Regions from separate parts of the Sus scrofa genome. Here all the other regions are linked to region 1. Evidence: chromatin contacts called from public Hi-C and HiChIP or PLAC-seq data. All regions are on one chromosome and are shown on one strand. Each heading gives the region's core, a stretch centred on a gene start, on an enhancer-like site or on the middle of the called end of the contact. The rest is flanking DNA. Distances are from core to core; before and after follow the strand shown. Region 1 holds the start of RNF13 (E3 ubiquitin-protein ligase RNF13). Region 2 holds the start of EIF2A (eukaryotic translation initiation factor 2A). Region 3 holds the start of TSC22D2 (TSC22 domain family protein 2).

Region 1 (2,771 bases), core at 202-2,701:
GTCCACAATACTATGGTACTCATTTACATCTTCCTTTTCACACTCATTCTTTTTAAAAACCTTAAACAAAACTACATGAAATAATATTTACTTTTACTCCACAGGATGTGCTTCGATATTTTTTTCCCTTCTTCTTCCTAATGTTATTGCACAAAATTGATTCCAAAATCCATTAATAAGTCCCCATGGGCCCTACACTGCACTTCTTACCTCCTGTTTAAAGCTCTTTTAAACTGCTACCACAATTCAGTTTTATTACTCTGAGGTAGAGCTAATCTCCTCGATCCATTAAAATTTGTCCTTAAAAAGATGAAATTGTTGAAAAGTCCTTCCTTAAACCTTGAACTGATATTTCTCTAACAAGAACTCTTTAGCGGCACACCCATCTTATTTATTTATATTGTATCCAAAACTGCAGATGTTCTCCTTGGAGAACAACACATCATTGTTGAAAGGAATGCATTAGTTTTCACTGTTCCTGCTGCATCACTGACATAATAGTTAACCATCAGGCAAGACTGGAGCAAAACCAAAGGACCTGAGCAACTACTCAAGGTGCTGAAGCTACAACCGAAACAACAGTTTTGGAACTATTGACAGATTAGGACAAAGTAGAGAAATCTACCAAAAGCTGGCAGAAAACACTCAGTGGCTGCCACCAAATACGTGTAAGTGCTTCTGGGATCGCCTGGCTTCGTTGTCTGCCCACTCCCCCTCTGGGACAGAGTTCTTTCATCAGTACGGGTCAACTCAATAAGCGCCCTGGCAGAGCTGCCAACTTTAAGGGGGCGATCCCTAGCAGAGTCACGTCCCACCTCCAATTTAGCTTCCGGGGTGGGGGTGGGGGGAAGGTTTAAAAGAACAGAGGCGAGTGCCCTCTTTTTTGTGTCAAAGACTAAAGAGTTCCCACAATTAAAGTCAAGTGACTTTGCCCAGGGACTCTGCAGCAAGTGCTGGACCAGGAAAAGCCTTCCGGACATCTTCCCAGACTCCAGCCACCTTACGAGAGGAATGTAAAAAGCAAAACGGATAACATAACAACTTTGGATACACACAAACTCACAGGATGGTAATGCGAGGGGGACTCGACCCTTCAGGGGAAGCCCTTTTTATTTTACCTTTTGCAAAACACCTAATTTCCTCCGTGCCCAGTCTGGGGAAGAGCAGCAAAGAGCTCAACGGTGGGGCCGCCTCGGAGTTCCAGGGCTGGTAAGGGGGGTGTGTTCTCCCCGCCAGGCCCCGCGAAAGACAACCCGCCACCCGGCATCCACGACACGGGAGTGCTCTTACCTGGAAGCCTGACCTCGCAACACAAATAGGCTCCCCTGCCGCCTTGCTGCGGGAGAAGTCCCCTAACCTGACTTCATGCCTGAATCTCCGCACCGACCGCCACAGCCTAGAGTCGGAGCGCGGACGACAACACCAAGGCGAGGCGGAAGTCCCGCCCCCCAACCCTCATTGGTCTTCACTCGAAGATAGAAGGAAGCCATTGGGCCACAGAGCTGCTCGCTAAGGCTCCTTCCCACTCTCACGCTGGGTCTCGCTCCGTCTCGCTCCAGTCCGGCTCGGAGAGACACCCAGCTTGCAGAGTCGCGTTCTTGGCCTCGTGATCCGCCCGCTCTGGAAGGGCAGGGTGGGGCGGGCTTCTGGAACAGGGATGAAGGGTCCACTTTTGGCGGGGAAAGGGGTAGGGATGGCCAAGGGGATAGGCTCTGGAATCCTGCCCTGTTCCTCCAGGAGTGGAGGCCGCGAGGTCAGGTGGGGAATGAACCTAGTGGCCAGGGCTGGCCAGCCTAGTCTGTTTGGGCTTTGGGGCCAAAGCAGACCGAGACCCAGCTGGCAGGCTGCCCCTGGGCGGGCCTTGGCTCTGGAGCGGACGCGCCGCCTTCCTGCACCACACTTAACGACCGCGGAAGAGGCTAGGATGAGGCGTCATTCCCCTCTGCAACATGCCCCGGTTGAGACTGGTAGATATGGGACCAAAGTCAATGCTTTAGTGTTTAAATAGCGTTGTTAAGAGGTGCGAGCAACTGGAGGACTAAACCGTAGTCCCCGGGTGCATGAGTAGGAGCCGTGCTGACGTCAGCGCTCGGCCTGGCACGCGATACCCCGAGACTCAGCAAAAGTTAAACCCTGTGATTTTTAACCTTCGTCAGCCTTTAAAAACCCTTATCTCTTTTAAAGAACCAAAAAAACTCCACCCCTCCGCCCTCTGGTAAACCTTCCGAGCCCTGGGTATTCCAATTGAAATTTCAATTACCCGAATTGGAACATCCACACTAATTAACCATTTGCTAACTAGCCACTTTAAAGAAGCAATGTGGGTTACTGCAAAGATTGCAGTCATGAACTAGAGTGCCAGGAAACCTAGATTCTGGCCCTGCTCTGCTTCAAAATAAGGCCCCTTTAAAAGTCCATTACAGGCTTTACAAACTTCAACCTCATCTTCTAAACAAAGGAGGGGTGAGAGGGAGTGATTCCTTAGAACACCTGTTTAACGTCCTTGGCTGTAACTAGTAACCTTAATTTCTCCGGGGAGACCTGAGAAATAGGAAGACTCCCTATTATGTATCCTTTTGTGCCTTTCAAATTTTGAACTTTGTGAATAAACCCTACTCAAAATTTAAATACAAAAAATTGTCCCTTCATGGCTCAGCAATTAAGGAATCCGACTGGGATTCATGAGGATGCGGATTCAATCCCTGGTCTCGCTCAGCGGGCAAAGGATCTTGCTTTGTGGTGAGCTGTGGTGTAGGTCACAGACGGGCTGG
Region 2 (2,771 bases), core at 85-2,584, 730 kb before region 1:
AATGTGCTAATTTTTAAATTAAAGTTCAAATAAGCATTTAGTATTCCAAAATTGAGGAACATACATGCTACCTTTATGATGCTAGAGAAACAAATTCATTTAATTATGTAATTACACTTTTTAAACAGTATGCGTCTGGCATATTATCTAACAAATTAGTATTTGATAAATGTTCTCTTTTTCTTTTAAGATCGCACCTGCAGCATATGGACGTGCCCAGGCTAGGGGTCCAATGCATCCTCACGGACACTTACATTGGGTTTTAACCCGCTGAGCCACAACAGGAACTCTGTATTTGATGGATGTTTGATGAATGAACTGTGGTAGCCAGATTGTATATGAATGGCCATGGTGTTTAGCAACAAAGATTTCAAAATGTAATGGTAAAAAGTGCAAAAGCTTTTTAAGCTTCCTTTCAAGTCTTGGGGGAAATAACCTCTTTCCTCAAAAGCAGACCACCTTTCTCTCAATTGCTTCTTTTCCCTTCCATACGTTATTAAGTTATTGGTAACTTAATTAAAGCCTTCTTTTCCCTCCCAACTCCTCTCTAAGAAGATGACGCTCATATGAGACTCCCAGCCAATCATTACTCTAATCCAGAGTCATTGCAGACATTGTCCAAGACTAAGTTTATTTTCTTCTCCAACATTATAAACTCTACTTCAGCTTCAAAACCTCAGAAATCCTGTAATATCTGAACGTTGCTACTTTATAATGCTCACTTCCACCACTCCAGACCACAGAAATCCAATGAAAGCCTACACCACCACAGGTCCACTTGCTCTACTCAGTCCTACAAATTTCATAAAGTCAAGGAGTACAGGATTTGGTATTACTTAAATTCAAATATATTTAATGTGTTTAGTTATTCTACTGGACTAAGCCATTTGTTTACTTTTTCCGCCTTATTACAGAGCTAAATGTCTGCACACTGTCAACAAAGCCTGTCGCAACCTGGTAAGCGTACGTGTTACATCAGTACTGCAGACCCAAGGCAATAAATCCCGCTAGCACTCTCTGTTCTTAAGCCCCTTCCTCTATTCCTGTAGACCTTGTAGTGTCAGGGAATAATGATGGATGGGCAATAGGGAGGGGGAATGCTGGAGCCCAGAGGCGGGGGCCTCACTTCCGATTGCCACGCTACACCAAGAAATCCAAAAGGCCCTCCAGCTCTTCTACAACCAATAAGAAAAGGTAAATCTAACTCAGAGGCTCCTTGGGTAGTCCCAGAGGGAAAAGACACAAAAAAATACTGCTCTGAAGAAGCACTCCCTTGGTTGCTCGGAACTCACCTGTCAGGAGCGGCGCGGACGGCGCCATCTTGTCCCGGGAAGAGAAACTCTTACGCCTGGGTCAGAGTTCACGAGGGCCGAACCCGGCCCCAACACGTCTCCTCCGGCGTGCAGACTACGAACTGGTGTTTCCGGGGCCACCGGCCTCGGGGCTAACTCGCTTCCGGTTGGAGAGCTTGAACGGGCACTGGCGGCTCTGGGGCTACCCTCTACGGAGCGTGAGGGGGCGGGGCTAGAGCCGGTGCGTCGGTCTTCACCCCTCCCTCTCCGTCTTCCTCGGCAGGCGGAGCCCGCCCAGTGCTGACGTTGGCAGCCGAACCCGAAGTAGTTCGAGCCGACGGGCTGCGCTGTCCGGTTGTTGCGTTGCATTTCCTTCCTCTCTCGCTCCACGCTCCAGCAGCGGCCAGAGCAGCGGCGCGAGAATATCCCGGCGGCCTGCTCTCCTCCTTCGGCGCGCCCTCTCGCTCGGCCAGCGTCGTCAGTCAGTCGTCAGTCAGTCGGTGGCCCGCGCCCGGCTAGCGCTCAGGCCCAGCGGCCAGAGCTAGCGCCCAGCCTGAGAGCCAACTCGCTCCGGCGGCGCGGGCACCGGGAGTGGAGTGTGGGTCTCGGGGGCCCTAGGGCAGGCGAGCGAGCGAGGCCGAGGGGTGACCGGGGCAGGTCGTGGCGCCGCGAAGATGGTCGCCAAGCAGCGGATCCGTATGGCTAACGAGAAGCACAGCAAGAACATCACCCAGCGCGGCAACGTCGCCAAGACCTCGGTAAGGGAAGAGCGGGCGCCCCTCTCTGTTCCGCCAAGGCCCGGGGCTCCAGGGCCGCGTCGAGCTCTCCTCCCAGACCCGGCCGACTCAGGGGCTGGAGGCCACGAGTTGGACGCTAAGTTGGGAACTCTGGGAGGTGGGTGCCGGAGCTGGGCGGCTCGGGATCGCAGGGAGACCTGTCGGGTGCGGGGACCCAGCGACCTGGCTCGGGGTGCAGGCGGTGGGATACCAGGGTCAGAGTGGGTTTTTTTGCATTGGAAACCGTGGATTTGCCTTTTTGCAGAGAAATGCTCCCGAAGAGAAGGCGTCTGTAGGACCCTGGTTATTGGCTCTCTTCATTTTTGTTGTTTGTGGTTCCGGTAAGTGTTTTGTAGCCACCATCGGGTAGGGTGTTGGATGACGGGTTCGAGATGACGTGGTGACCATCAGTGGTGAATCCTGCCGCGGAGTCTCAACCCACCTGCTGGGAGCCCCGCATAATTCTGTTTCATCTGAATCGAATTACTTGTCCCACATATGCACAGAGGGTGGTGCTCTAGAAACTTCTCCCCGCTTGATTTGCGTTCACAGAAGAGTAGAAAAGGAGGTCAGGTCCTTAGTAACGATCTAGTTGAAAGAAATGTAGACCAAAACAAGAAACAAAAACACCTCCCAGAATAAGAATTTAGAATGTTTTGCAACCTTTGTTGCAAAAGAGAAACTTAGGAACTTCATGTACATG
Region 3 (2,771 bases), core at 183-2,682, 610 kb before region 1:
GAGTGGGCCGAGGTGGCGGCCGATGCCAGGGTACTGGCCAGCACCCCAGCCACGCTCCGGGTCGAAAGGGCTCCTCCTCCGTTAGCGGGAGCGGTCGCCGCGGCCGCCAGCTGCCCGTCCAGGAGGAGGTTGGGGGAGACGGTCCCAGGGGTCTCCGCATCCCCAACATTGTTGAGCGTCTCTTCGGAGGAGCTGCGCTCGCAGACTTCCTCGGGCCCGTAATCCGTGGCCCGAGAAACGTCGAATATCTCGGAGGAGACGTCCTCTGTGCGTGACTCGTCCGGGTCGTCCAGGCTCTCAGTGTCCTCAGTGATGCTAGTGGCCACCTGGGCCGTGGTGACACTGGTTATCTGGAAGCAGCTCTTCTTCTTGGCCGGCATCTTGGACATGGTGAGGAAGGCTGGAGAGCAGAGTGGCACGGCGGCTCCTCTGCGATCTTGCCGGAAACCAGGAAGGGCAGAGCACCGGCCCCCAAAGACAAAGTCCGGGTCCGCACCGGGGTCTGAGGCCCGACGCTGTTACGAGTCACGGGCTGATCTGGGCACCGGCTGCTCGGTGAGACATCCTCCTCCCGTTTCCTTCTCGATGTCGGTTTCTCCGGCTCTGCCCGGGTCTCACTCGCGCGGCGGCTCCTCCTTCCTTCTCGCCTCCCGCAGCCGCGGCGCCTCAATTCAATACCCCCAGTAGCGGCGAGAGCGCGTTTCCAGGGGCGGGCCGGCTGCTTCCTCCTCTTGTCTCCGGGCTGCCGTGGTCAGTCCAGCTCGGCGCTCGGCGCGGTCAGCAGGCCTTGGCTGGGGGTGGGAGTGGGAGGGCGAAGGGGAGGAGGCGGCGGCGGCGGCGGCGGCGTGAGGGGCGGTGCTGCCCCGCTCCGGCTCCTAGAGCCAGTGCCGGCGTCAGCTCCGAGCTCTCGGACGCCGAGGGTGGACGGAGAAAGAGTGGCGAGTCCGGAGCCGGGATTCCTGATTCAGCCAGGCGCCGCGGGCGGGCGGCGGAGCTTCGGCGCGGGCGGGCGGCCCTCCCTCCCCGGCTCTAGCCGGAGCTCAACCCCAGGGACATGTCGACCGTCTCTGGCGGAAACCCGCTCCGGGGGAGGAGAAAGCCGGCTCGGTCCTCCCCTTACACAGGGGGAGCCACCCCCGCAGGCGGGCGGCGGCGGCGGTCTCGGCCTCCCCTCGCGGCTCTTGAGAGAGTGAGGGGCGGCGGCCGGCTAGCCGGCGAGCGGCGGCGCTCCAGCTGTGTGAGGTAGCGGCGGTAGCTTCTTAGGCTTCTCCTCGGTGCGCCCAGTTCGCAGGTCCTGGAGAAACTGAAATTCAAACTGCTGAAGCGACGGCTGCAGCTCCCTCCCCTCGGCCAAGATGGGGCTGAAATGGCCGCGCCAAGGATGCTGGGAGTAGCAGCAGCCCCGCTGCTGCCGCCGCTGCTGCCGACTAAAATGCCGCCGCGCCGCAGCCACCGCCAGCGCCGCAGCCGCCGTTCCGTGACGCACCGGCGTCGTGACGTCACCGCCCCGCCTCCTCCGGTTTCCTGCAGTTTCGCGTGGAGGCTGGGGGGGCAATGGGCGGGGCTAAAGGTTAAGAAAGGGGAGCGGTTTTTTATTTAAAAATTTTTTTTATATTTTGCTCTTTCGGTCTTTAAGAGTTGAACAACTAAAAACTCTAAAATTCCAAGCCTAGAGAAACTTCCAGCCGCGCCAATCGAATGTTTTTATATCAGTTTTTTCCAAGACACTGGAAGACTGGAGATCATGTGCTTACTGTGTCTAATGTTTAGCAAAATCTTAGTGAAACAAGGTGATGGGAATGGGGGTTGGGGTATTTAACTAGAATAAAGAGGGAGGCGGCTGGAGGAACCGAATCACCTAAAAAGTCTTTCCTGAAAATAAATGTTATCTATTATAGTCAGAGGAGTGAAATGTTGAGAGAAATGGGGATGATTAACCAAGAATAGCAAGCCAGACTGAGTCAGAAAAAGGATCTTTCAGCCAGAAATTCTGTCTCAGGCAATGGCATCAGAAGATGGTTACTTGCCCAGGCTGAGGTCAGTTTAAAAAAAGATTAGAGGTTACCAACATATTCCTAATTTTCTTGAGTTTGTTGTGATTCCAGCATCGAAGAGTTCATTTAAACATCTTGAGACTGTTTTTACTTTCAGCATGAAATCAGCTTATGGGCTCCATAAATGTAGAACCTACTGCGTTAAATAGTTGTAGTTCTTTCTTTTGTTTATTCTAAAACTCTTAGTAGGAGCCAGAGTGTTAGATGGTTTGGATTGGGCCATGAACAATCAGAAAACGTTAGAAAGCACCCTTTCCTGTCCAGAAGTAGCTATGAAAGTAGTGGAGAATTTATCACCGTTTAGTTCCTTTCTGGTAGAAGAAAATGGTAAGGGCCATTTTTATAAACAGATAAAAAATGGTGAGGAAGGGGACTCTTGAACTTTGGACATACATCATTTAGGTAAAATCTAAGATGTCTTGATGTAAATCAAAATTTCCTCATGATGACTGACATAAATCAGTTAATCATTGTACTCAGTTCTCTAATTTTTGAAGAATAAAAATACTTTTTATCCCTAAGAATGTTCTGATAATTAAAATTTACAGTTTTTTTTAAGGCCCTCAGTTGTAAATAAAATACAGAGATATGTCATTTACCAGTAGAAACCATGCCCTCCAAACCCAAGTGACTGAAGACAGGATGTGAAATAAGACCACATAATAACATCCCTGTTTCTTAAGGGGGTGGGGGGGGAATAAAGGAACAAAGTGTAAC

Evidence for each region. Hi-C and Micro-C count contacts between places; a contact is called where the count stands out from the background. HiChIP or PLAC-seq counts read pairs in DNA pulled down with a chosen protein or histone mark.
Region 2: a Hi-C map of skeletal muscle shows a contact between it and region 1, with 3 times the contacts expected there. The contact joins the promoter of EIF2A here to the promoter of RNF13 in region 1. A contact is called at or near these places in 2 of 47 Hi-C or Micro-C datasets (liver and skeletal muscle) and 1 of 2 datasets of contacts at active chromatin or transcription factors (alveolar macrophages).
Region 3: an H3K27ac HiChIP or PLAC-seq map of skeletal muscle shows a contact between it and region 1. The contact joins the promoter of TSC22D2 here to the promoter of RNF13 in region 1. A contact is called at or near these places in 1 of 47 Hi-C or Micro-C datasets (heart right ventricle) and 2 of 2 datasets of contacts at active chromatin or transcription factors (alveolar macrophages and skeletal muscle).

Annotation. Positions count from the first base shown.
Region 1 is chr13:90,033,368-90,036,138 of Sscrofa11.1, reverse strand. It overlaps RNF13 (E3 ubiquitin-protein ligase RNF13), which reads right to left and starts at 1,451. Exons shown (of 9, transcript XM_013980793.2): 1 at 1,291-1,451.
Region 2 is chr13:90,760,206-90,762,976 of Sscrofa11.1, reverse strand. EIF2A (eukaryotic translation initiation factor 2A) reads right to left here and starts at 1,334. Exons shown (of 13, transcript XM_021069601.1): 1 at 1,293-1,334. It overlaps SERP1 (stress associated endoplasmic reticulum protein 1), which reads left to right and starts at 1,577. Exons shown (of 3, transcript NM_001243260.1): 1 at 1,577-2,050; 2 at 2,334-2,409. The coding sequence starts at 1,967.
Region 3 is chr13:90,639,156-90,641,926 of Sscrofa11.1, reverse strand. It overlaps TSC22D2 (TSC22 domain family protein 2), which reads right to left and starts at 1,432. Exons shown (of 3, transcript XM_005652407.3): 1 at 1-1,432. The coding sequence starts at 389.